Regions from separate parts of the Mus musculus genome. Here region 2 is linked to region 1. The links are chromatin contacts, called in public Hi-C maps. All regions are on one chromosome and are shown on one strand. The core of a region is the stretch at or near the end of the contact, and the rest is flanking DNA. Distances in the headings are between cores, read along the strand shown.

Region 1 (5,412 bases), core at 839-3,338:
AAGGTAAGTTCTACTGCACTGAGGTTTGCACGAATTCCCCCGCCACCCGCCGGAGTCTCATGTGTACATGCATGCACATACTTACATACCCATCCCATGCATGCAATGCCCATCCCCCTCAGCAACATTAGGGTCCAGATCCCCTCTTATCAGAACATTCCCATGATTGACAGAAACCTGATGTCAAATCAGAAGATGTCACAGAAAGCAGCACATGAGTAGAAGGCTAGACACTGATGGGGTAAGGACAAGATAAAGCAGACTCCGGGAACACATCCAGGTTGACGGAAACATGCATGCCTCCTTTCTCATATACACACGCCCCATAGAGCTGTCATTCTCTTGGGGAAACCTCAAGGGACCCCTTAAAGAAGAAGAGGCATTTAAAAAGAAACCTTTTAGAACACACCATGAGAGGCTTAGCACGTGCCCAGTTGGCCAATCTAGACAACCAACCTTCTTCCAATACCCAATTGCGGTCATATCAGATGTTTATCTGTGAATCTGTGGACAACACATCCTGGAAGACCAATAGAGAGATCACCTTGCTCTCTTCTTCCCATCAGATGATTTTCTTAAGGCCCTGGCTCCCCTGAGAAGCCAAACCACCCTTTCTAAGCCATCATCACGTCAGTCTACCCTGGATCCAGTGAAACCATTTCTATGTGGCACGCACTGGAATGTTCAGGTTAAGTTTAAGTCTTCCTGCCTGCCAAAAAACAAACAACAACAACAAAAAAATCAAGGTTCTATGGTTATAGCTTAAACAAAAGAACTTTCATGATCAACCTGGTCTCCCACATGACCTGCCTGTGAATAAATCTATCCTATAGTCTCATTTTATTATTTGTCTAGAGAATGGATTGAATAAACAATGTCCATGAAACAATTCAGAAAATTGTCTGTAAGACCTCAACCTGAAGTAAATGGTTCTAGTCAGGATGGTGAGGAATTCTGGACATTAAAAGAAACAAGCTCCAGTCATCCCCTTGAAGTGGGTACCAGACAAACATATTACCTTGGCAACTAATAAACTCCCTCGAGTTCCAAAACAGCGTGGCTACCAGACCAGCCTAGGGTGGGAAGAAGTAAGGGATTCACAAGCTCCTATCCCTCTAAGAGCCTGTCTTTCAGTTCCAGCCACGAGCTACAGAACGTTTGGTTCAGTGGGAAAAGCATATATGTTGGTGGGTCCCATATATTCCATCATCCAGCCACATCGTAGCGAGTGTAAATGCATAGCATGTTGATAACAGTACATAACCTAACAGCACTCTTCCCAGAATGCCCCACCACCACTACCACCACCCCTCCACCTTCATTGCATGGTTGATTCTTGATTTCAGAGGTAGCTCTGCGCTGTAAAGCCAGCTACATCATAAAATTAGCAGCTACCAAGTCATCAATTGAAGAGAAAATGCAGGGTTGGGTTTCTGTGAGCCTCTGATTATAACATCTTTTTGCCAATCGATACAAAAATCTCAGTTTGTATGTTTAAAGCTAGCTTTATGAAGAGATAGTGACCCATCGTCAATGTTGACCTCTCAGCTTTAATACCTTGGAAGCCTTTGCCTGAAGAAAGCATCAACACACCAACTCTCTCTTTTAGATACACTATAGCCTTCTTGTGCCCAGAATCCCATGACAGCAATATCAGCCCCGTGACTGGAACATTTTTTAAACAGGAAACACACACATGGACACACCACATACACACACACACACACAGAGAGAGAGAGAGAGAGAGAGAGAGAGAGAGAGAGAGAAAATAAAAGGACATGGCACTAAATAGATTAAAAAGGAACTCCCATTTTTGGGAGGAGAATTAAGAGTGTCACTTTGTTCCGCTTAAGCTGAGAACATGCTTGTCTGGTAGCTCAAATTGTCCTGAGCTCTGTGAGTGTCCACACACGAATGCGAAGGCAATGGCAGTGTTGATCCACGGTTGTAAATAAAAACTAGAAAAAAGCAAATCCATAAAGATACACTCTGCAAATGTAGGTGTGGATGTAGGCCGAGGGGCCATTCTCTCCTGTAATATAGTCGTTCTTTAAAGAATCCAGATCGAGCTGAGTGCGATGCTACGCCCTCGTCACCCCGGCCCTCCAGAGGTCATCCTTAGCTACATAATGTGTTTGAAGTCAGCCTGAGCTACATGAGAGCTTGTTGAAGAAAGGAGAAGAAGAGGAGGCGGCGGAAGAGGAGGAAGAGGAGGAGAGAAGGAAAGAAAGGAAAAGGGGAAAGGAAAAGAAAGAAAAGAATCCAAAACAAATACTCAAATCCTTTGTCAGTTATTAAGCCCAATGTCTTGGAAGTCACCGACACTACTTTCGTTTTTGAGATGTTGTTCAGTGTGTGTGTGTGTGTGTGTGTGTGTGTGTGTGTGTGTGTGGTCGCCCAGATTGGGTTGGAGGACAACTTAGTAGGATCAGTTCTCTCCTTCCACCTTTACATGGATCTGGGCATCTAACTCAGGCTGCCAGGCTCCACAGGAACTGCCTGTACGCACTGAGCCACCCCGCCAATCCGAGATGTTAGCGTACTTGAAGAGCTAAAATTAAATAGGGAATTGCCTAACAAGGTGATTGAAACTACAGAATACTTAACTCTGCTTGTATCCAACACCTTAAAGTGTCAGATACAGTAAGTGTGGCAGCATGGGTGGCAGCTGTAAGGCTGTCACGGGTAGTGTTTACACAGGGAAAGCACAACGTTCTCAGTTCTGTGAGGCCATCATCTTCCTGGCTCTTCACAGAAATGGGAAGAGGGCATGGAGTAACTCACTTTTAGTTTCTATTAACTTACATTAAAACGCATATGTGGGGGTGGCTAAGCAGAGCTCTAAACTCACACCCTTCCTCAAGCCCTACTCTATGGTTCTATAGGTCACAGCCTGAAAGGGCGTCTGTCTTAGGAAATGGACAAATGTGGGCAGACTTGACATTTGCTTTTGTGGATTCTCTTTGGCCAGAAAGCCAGGGCTTTCTCTTCTCTAGTATTCTCCTAACATTCTTCAAAACTGTATAGGGAGGCACAGAGAGGACTGGCCACCAACCTGAAAGGCGGAGCTATAGGACATTTTAAATTTGAGGAAAACACGTGGATATCAGCGTCATCCATCTTGCCTTGAACCCCGGCAGGCTCGGCAACTATCCCAAGGCTCATTCGGCATCACTGGTTTCCAGCTTTCAACAACCCCCTGGATGTGCGGTATCGCTAGTTTGCAGCGTTGTCCTCAGGTGCTGCTACGTTCCTTTCCATGATGTCATAGCTCTGCAAAGCCAGGTTTTCAACAGCTGTGGTGAGATGAAAACTGCCTCAGAACGACGTGAGCAGCTGATAGGGGAGGGGTAGCCAACAGGATTCCAGTTTTCATAAAGAATGGCTTCTACGCCTTTCTGTCATGACCTCAGAAGTGTGTCTTCCAATCTTTCTAACCCCAGAGACCAGCAACTTGCTTTATGAGATTGCTAGACTCACTGAACCTGACAAGAACTAAGTGAACTCTATCTGGCCAAACCTGCCTGAGTCAGAAATATGAAAAATCTTTTTTGAATCATGTGCCCAATGTAAACCGGGCTTCCCTAACTTCTTACCAGACTGCCAGGGTTTCTTTGTTTTGTTTTTAAGTCCTTCAGAAGTCTGGGGTTCACACACACACTTCTGTGTGTATATGCATGTGTGTACGTGTGTTTATGAGTGCATATGTGAGTGTATATGTCTGAATATCTGTGTATGTGAATATGTATGTATATGAGTGTGTGTATGAGTATGTGTGAATGTGTGTGAGTGTGTGCAGATGTGTGTGCTTGAGTGCAAGGGTATGTGTGTATGTGTGTGTATGTGTGTGTATGTGTGTTTGTGTATGTGTGTGTATGTGTGTGTATGTGTGTGTGTGTGTGTGTGTGTGTGTGTGTGTGTGTGTGCATGTCTTCAAATGGTTAATCTGGCTCTCTGAACAATTGGGAAGGCTGGTTATATTAGCGCAGAGGTCTCTCTGCTAGGGAATAAGCGTCCATTATACATACTCCACACAGTCATCTCCAGTGGCTAGGCAGCATGCTCTCTCCTTTACCTGCAATCAGAACAACTTTAAGGAGCAACCGACAACTTTTATGTGCTTTTCAGCTCCTGGCACTCTCCAGGATCTGGTTAATGCCTACATAAAGGGCAATGAAGTTAAACCATTTGCACAATTTCCATCTTGGTCATAGTGAACAACTAGGGAACATACTAAGTGCCCAGAGAAAGGACTGCACACACATACAACACATACACACACATTCACAAACATATATACATATGCATATAACGTATTTGTCAAACACATGCAAACATGCACACATACACATCCATGCATATATGCACATACCACACACACACACACACACACACACACACACACACACATATACATCCACACATGCATGCATACACAAGGAGGAGGTAAGAAATGGATACATTAAGAAATAACCCAAACAGACCTCTAATAACATGGAAAAATCATAAAAGTCAAGTAACATGGAGCTCCCTGGAAAGTCAGCCACAGCCCCTCAGGAGCATGGGGAACCATGGAAGGGCATCTCGGGAGGAAGGAAAGTGAAGGGCAGGGTGGACACAGTGATCCCCTCAGGGTGAGCAACAGGCAGCATGCATCTGTCTCCAACTCACCTCTCATGTGTGGGCCTCCTCCCTCCAGTCCATCTTTGCACTGAACCAGAGCTGCCTCTTTAAAATGCAGCTCTCTTAAAACCTTTGGTGCCTACTCTTAGCATGGCTTTGAAAAGACACTCAACAGTCTGAGCTCTCTTACTGGTCCAGTCCCGGCTTGACCATTCAACAGTAGACTTCGTTTCAATCACCTGGAGAGACCTCCACGATAGGCTCCCAGCTGGGTCAGCGACTTGCGCACATGCTCATGTAGAGCACGTATTTACAATGTGCACTGCAGCTGTACTAAAATGACCTGGCTCTTGTTGCTCCTCTCTAAAGCACTGTAACTACTTCATAGTAGCAACTAATAAATATGTATGGGAAGGATGAAGGAAGAGTAGGATCATGAAAAAAAAACTGCAATGCAAGACATGAACTAAGGAAGAACTGATAAAGGAGTCAGGAAGGAGCGATGAAACACTGGTCGAAAGGTCATATTGTGGGAACAGAGTAAAGGCAGCTTTGTGGTAGTAGGCTCTTAAGAGAAAGACTCTAGAGACCTAAGGCACACTAGCTAACCTTAGTTGTCAACTTGACCCAATCTAAAGTCATCTGAGAGAAGCCTAGACTTCTATTGGTTTGCAGACATGCTTAGTAACCATCCTGATTATTAACTGATGCATGGCCCAGCCCACTGTGGGTGGAACCATTCCCTTGAGCAAGCTTGGGCTATATAAGAAAGCTAGCTAAACCCAAGTC
Region 2 (5,971 bases), core at 1,434-3,933, 220 kb after region 1:
TTATATGCATAAAATAAATCTAATAAAGTAAAATATTTGGGACTACAGGTATTTTAAAGTTCTTTTTCTTTCAAAATTTGAAATGTACACATATTTTCTCATTTCTTATCTTGGTTTTTTGCTTTTGTTTTGTTGTTGTTGTTATTGTTGTTTTTGGTTTTTTTAAAGATAACATCTCACTGTATAGTCTGGCTAGCCTAGAACTTGCTATATAAACCAGGCTAGCCTTAAAGTCACAGAGACCTGCCTACTTCTCCTCCTAGGGCTGGGATTAAAGTCATTTGCTGCCAAGCACTCCTTGGAATAGATAGATACAGTGAAACATCTTGGAGAGGGAATCCAAATCTAAACATAAAATTCACTCCTGTTTAGCATACAACTTATAACATAGCCTCAGTGCAATTTTATATATTTGTATATAACCTAATACAGGGAACAACGTGTCATGGTGTGAGATGACCATACCAGTGCTTTAAAAAAAATGCAGATTTTGGATTATTCTAGATTTGGAATTTTTGGATTAACGGTACTAAACCTGTATCAGACTAGGGGACTTAAGTCATAGAAATTTAATTTTTTTTCATGGTTCTAGAGACAAGAAACCCAAGAGAGCAGGAAACAGCAGGTTCTGACTCTAGTGAGGAAACTCTTTCTAAACAAAAGAAATCCATCAGATCGGGCTGGTGAGATGGCTCAGTGGATAAGAGCACCCGACTGCTCTTCCAAAGGTTCGGAGTTCAAATCCCAGCAACCACATGGTGGCTCACAACCATCCGTAAAAAGATCTGACTCCCTCTTCTGGAGTGTCTGAAGACAGCTACAGTGTACTTACATATAATAAATAAATAAATCTTTAAAAAAAAAAAAAAAAAAAAAAAAAGAAATCCATCAGATCACTGTGCCCTCGTGCATTAGAGACAGGGAGCTGCCTTGTATCTCCTCATTGGGTACCAATCCCTTCATGACCGCATCTAATTCCCCTGGAGACCCTATCTCCAAACATCATCACTGTAGCGGTATGATAGCTAGATCTAAATGTTAATTTAAATGTTCATTTGACACAACCTAGAGTCACCGAAAAGGAGAGTCTATGTGAGGGATCGGTCTGTGGACATGTCTGGTGTGTATGTATGTGCCTTGATTGTGTTAATACACGAGAGCAGTACCATTTCCTGGGCTTGGGTCCTAGAATACAAGAGAGGTGTCCTAATTAGGATTTGTCTTGCTACAATGAATCACCATGACCAAATAGCAAGTTGGGGAGGAAAGGATTTAAGGAGCTGACACTTCCAGATCATATTTCATCTGAAGGAAGCCAGAACAGGGACTCAAACAGGGCAGGAACCTGGAGGCAGGAGCTGATGCAGAGGCCATGGAGGGATGCTGCTTACTGGCTTGTTCCCCAGGGCTTTGTTCAAGCTGCTTTCTTATAGAACCCAGGACCACCAGCCCAAGGGTGGCTCCACCCACAATGGGCCCTCCCACCTCAGTCACTAATTAAGAAAAGGCCCTACAGCCTGATCTTATGGAGGCATTTTCCCAGTTGAGTTTCCCTCCTTTCAGATGATCCTAGCTTGTGTCAGGTTGACATAAAACTATCTAGGACAAGGGGAGAGAGTGAACTGAGTCACAGCGAGTATGAATGTATCCTCTGTTCTCTGGCCTTGGGATTCTTTTTGTTTGTTTGTTTTTTGTTTGGGGGGGTGTTTGTTTTTGGAGTTTTGTTTGTTTGTTTTTCGGGACAGGGTTTCTCTGTGTAACCCTGGCTGTCCTGGAACTCACTTTGTAGACCAGGCTGGCCTCGAACTCAGAAATCTGCCTGCCTCTGCTTCTGCCTCACAAGTGCTGGGATTAAAGGTGTGCACCACCACGCCCGGCTTAGCCTTGGGATTCTTGCTGTCAGACATCGCTGCTGCTCACTGACTCTGATCTCTTTTCTTCCAGGCTACAGGAGTTTGAGATTTTCAGCCCCTGAATGTATGTGGCAAGGCCATTAGACTCACTTTCGCCAGCTCGTGACCATGGATATGAGGTAACCAGCTACCTCAAGTCCCTGTCACTTTGACTTCCTGAGGGAATGGTGGGTGTAACCTGGATGTGAAGCCAGATGAATACTTTCTCTCTCTAAGTTGCTATTGTCCGAGATGTCTTATCACAGCAACAGAAAGTAGGACACGGGGTTAGACCTTCAACATAGACTGGGGTGTGAGGTACACATCCAATCCAAAGACCTCATCTACCTATTAGGTGACACACACCTGCCAGACCACCCACCTCCCTGTGCAGTGAACAGGAAAACAGTTCAAGTCCTACAGATTAACTCCTCCAATGTGCAAGGATTCCAGGCCACTGACGTCAGATGACCCCAGATCAGTCCTTTAATAACCACCCCTGTGCCACTAGCATTTGTGTGCCACACTCCCCACACAACCTTTGCAACAGGGGAGGGGACAAATCAAGAAGGTCACCGTTCCCCTCCTCCCTCAGAAAACTGGGCCGGCTAGTCAGCAGAGAGAATTCTCAGGGGGAACGTTGCCCAGCTCCAGAAGTGGCCTTGGAAGCTGGCATGGTCCCCTGATTGGAAATAACCCCAAGGGAAGGACAGCCTGGCTGGGACCCAGGCTGACAGATTCCCTCTGGGGCTCCCACAGACCGGTTTAGCAGGAACTGCCCTCTGCACCCCTTACACTGTTCATGTTAGCACAGCCGGTCGAGGAGACAGCTTGTATTTCACCTTCAACAACAGTCCTTGTCCCCAGTCTCAGCACCCATGCCACACTGCAGGACTGCAAGCCCCTTCTGTTCTCTAGCCATCCCCCTCTACACACACTGCCTTTCCTACCCCCTACCCCAGGGGTTTAAGGAGGCACCATGCGCTGTTTGGGAACACTGTGCCCCATCTCTATTAATAATGCATGCAGAGAGCCCATCTCCGAGGAGCTCCAAGTGCTTTCCAGGCATTATCTAATTAGCCCTCACCACATCCCGGTGAGGTTCAACAGATGCTGAGCTCCAGCGAAGCCATCAGGGAAAAAAAAAAAAAAGAAACATTGGCTCAAACAGAGCAGCTAAGGTACACGGGCCTCCTCCTGGCTCTCCACCAAAGCAGGAGGCACACAAACGGGCCTTACTCAAGGAGTGAGTGATACCCAAATACATGAAAAAGCAACTGTTTCCACGCCCAACAACACGACTGACACAGCAAAAGCAGGCCATGACACAGGTCGGCCACAAACTCCAACACTTCCGAGACCATCCAGTGAGTGTGGGAGGTGTCTGTGATGGACTCACACATGTTCCAGCTTCCAGTCAGGACATCTGACCTAGAGTGCGGGAGGCCAGTAAGATGGCTCAGCTCTTACAGACACTTGCCACCAAGTCTGAGGATCTAAATTCAATCCCTAGGCCTGACACAGTGAACAAAAGCAACTGACTTCCTCAAGTCATCCTGTGACTCCACGCAAGCACTGTGACACACATACACACACACATACACACACACACACACACACACACACACACACACGAGAGCAATAAACAAACAAAATAGATGAAGAATGGAAAACTTAGCATTAAAAAATAAATTGAGTGATTGAACTTTACTGGATGCTCCTCTAGGCAAGCATGAGTTCATTTTTTCATTGTTTTCCAGGCAGGGGGAAGTAGGTTGTCGCACTATGAAGTGCCACACTATGCATCCCAATCCTGCCCCTGCCTCCAGAGCGCTGGGACGGTTGCAGATGCTCAACCTACAGCTGCAATCTCCTTCCGAGAATCATCTGCCTTCTCAAGAAAGAGACCTATGGATGGGGCTGGAGATGAGGCTCAGTGGTAGAACACTTGCCTAGATATGCAAGTTCCATCCAGACCTACAAAGTAATAATGAATAGCAATAGGAAGAGGAGGGAGAAGGAGGGGGAGGAGGAGGAGAAGAGGGAGGAGGAGGAGGAACTGAGCATGATAGCCCAGGCCTGCAATTCCAGACTGAGAGACTGAGGGAGGAGATCCTCTCGTGCCACGCCAGCCTGGCCTCTGTAATAAGGCCCTCTGTCCACAAAATTAAAAAGAATTGGTGGGGACTGGAAGTGGTAGTGTAATGTGTTGCAGTGCTGGGGACTGAGTGGGCCTTGTTCCAGAGGTACCTTATCAGTGAAGTAGATACCCAGTAGGTAGGTATGGTAAGCTTGCTGAACTTTCTGAACCAGGCGTGGGGGCTGGGATATGACAACCTCACCTTCCTGGAAGTCCAGGGATCTGGATTTTCTTCAGGGCTTTATTTCGACTGAGAAGGTTAACCCTAAATTTCAATCTGATTGAAGCACAGGAGGCCCAGGTTAAACTTTATAGCTGTGTGTGTCTGAGAGGGCAGTTCTGGATAAGATTAGCAGTTGAATACATGGACTGGATTAAAAAGAAAAAAAGCTATCCTCCCTGACATGGGTGGGCTTCACCCAACCAGTGGAGGGCCTGAGATGACAAAAGGTAAAAAGGGAGGCATTTGCCCTTCCATCTTGAGCGTGAGCTGAGCTGGCCCTTGTCCCAGCACCAGTTCCTCCGGTTCTCTGGCCTTGGGATTCTTGCTGTCAGTTATCGCTGCTGCTCACTGACTCCGATCTCTTTCCTTCCAGGCTGCAGGAGTTTGAGATTTTCAGCCCCTGAATGTATGTGGCAAGGCCATTAGACTCGCTTTCGCCAGTGAACAGTGGGCGGAGCGATGTCTGTCACTGGCAAGTGGAAACATTCAACTGCTGCCGCAGGTCTCTCCTGTTCTCTTCTTCTTTGTGGTCGCATCGAAGTCACACACAGAGGCTGGCCTGCATCTGTCAGGTTGCAGGAGTGACCGGCATGGCCTGAACCGCCCTGCTAGCCTGTAACACATGTACAAGACTCGGGTACCGTGGGGAAGCGTGTGCTTAGCATGGGAGAGGTCCCAGGTTCAGTCTCAGGCACCAAAATAAACAAAAACAAAAGCCAAGAGCAAGAGATACATTTGTTCCTTTTCCTTCTGTTTTTGTTGGCCGTGGTTTGGTTTGGTTTGGGGTTTTTGTTGTAGTTACTGCTTTGTTTTTAATTTTTAGATAATATACATATTTACCTATTGTATGTGGTATGTGTGTGGCCTCTTGTGAAGATCAGAGGACAACTTGGAGAAGTCGGTTCTCTCGTTCCACTCTGTAGGTTCTGGGAATCAAACTTAGACCTTCAGGCTTATCGGAGGGTGTTCTTACCTAATAGACCATCTCTTCTCCTCCTCTTTTTCTTTTCTTTTCTTTTCTTTTCTTTTCTTTTTTTTTTTTTTTTTTGAGACAACGGCTCACCCAAGGTGACCTTGGAATTATTTCTTTTCCTCCCCCTGCCCCCTGGCCCCCGCCCTGTTCTCTGTGTCTGTGTGTGTCTGTGTGTGCCTGTGTCTGTGTCTGCGTCTGTGTGTGCGCGCACGTTTGATGTGTGTGCATGTCTGTGTTGGGGTTCGAAGATAACTGTGGGATAGATCCTTGTCATCCGTGTAGTTCAAGACAACGTCTTGCCACAGCATATGCCAAGGTTGCTGCTCCCTAAGCACCTGGGGATTCTCCAGTTTCTGCCTCCCACTTCACAGCCCCTTTGCTTTACATGGGTTCTAAGACGTAAGCTCAGATCTTCACGTTTTCAAATTCAGACCCTTGCACTTGTAAGGCAAGCATTTTACCCACTAAACAAAGCGTTTTTTTTTTTTTTTTCCTGTTTTTCTCCTCCCCTTAGGGGATGGGGATTTCCCCAAGGTAACCCAAGCTGGCCTCAAACCCGTGAGTTCCTCTGCCTCCGAGGTACTGGGATGACAGCTATACCCAGCTAATAGGACTGTCACAGTTTGGCTTTGGTTATTACCAGGTCTTTGCCTAGTCTGGCCTTACCGATACACTGTCCAGAACACTCGGTCAGTGTCATGCTCTGCTCTGCCTCAGCCATCAGCTGAAGCTGGACAGTAATC

Evidence for each region. Hi-C and Micro-C count contacts between places; a contact is called where the count stands out from the background.
Region 2: a contact with region 1 is called in a Hi-C map of the N1E-115 cell line, with 5 times the contacts expected there. The contact joins two enhancer-like sites. A contact is called at or near these places in 3 of 484 Hi-C or Micro-C datasets (the N1E-115 cell line and nephron progenitors), 2 of 115 datasets of contacts at active chromatin or transcription factors (bone marrow-derived macrophages and embryonic stem cells) and 1 of 9 other capture datasets (embryonic stem cells).

The regions. Positions count from the first base shown.
Region 1 is chr13:44,401,558-44,406,969 of GRCm38.p6, forward strand. No RefSeq gene overlaps it. Among named protein-coding and RNA genes, the nearest start is that of Gm33958, 4.1 kb to the left of the region's middle. Within about 2 kb of position 2,089, at least 11 of the 459 cell types and tissues checked have an H3K27ac peak or open chromatin away from gene starts, as enhancers often do. A contact at or near this core is called in the N1E-115 cell line, where this site is marked.
Region 2 is chr13:44,620,233-44,626,203 of GRCm38.p6, forward strand. The region is part of intron 1 of Gm40931 (a long non-coding RNA gene); the gene reads right to left. Among named protein-coding and RNA genes, the nearest start is that of Gm40931, 14 kb to the right of the region's middle. Within about 2 kb of position 2,684, at least 32 of the 459 cell types and tissues checked have an H3K27ac peak or open chromatin away from gene starts, as enhancers often do. A contact at or near this core is called in the N1E-115 cell line, where this site is marked.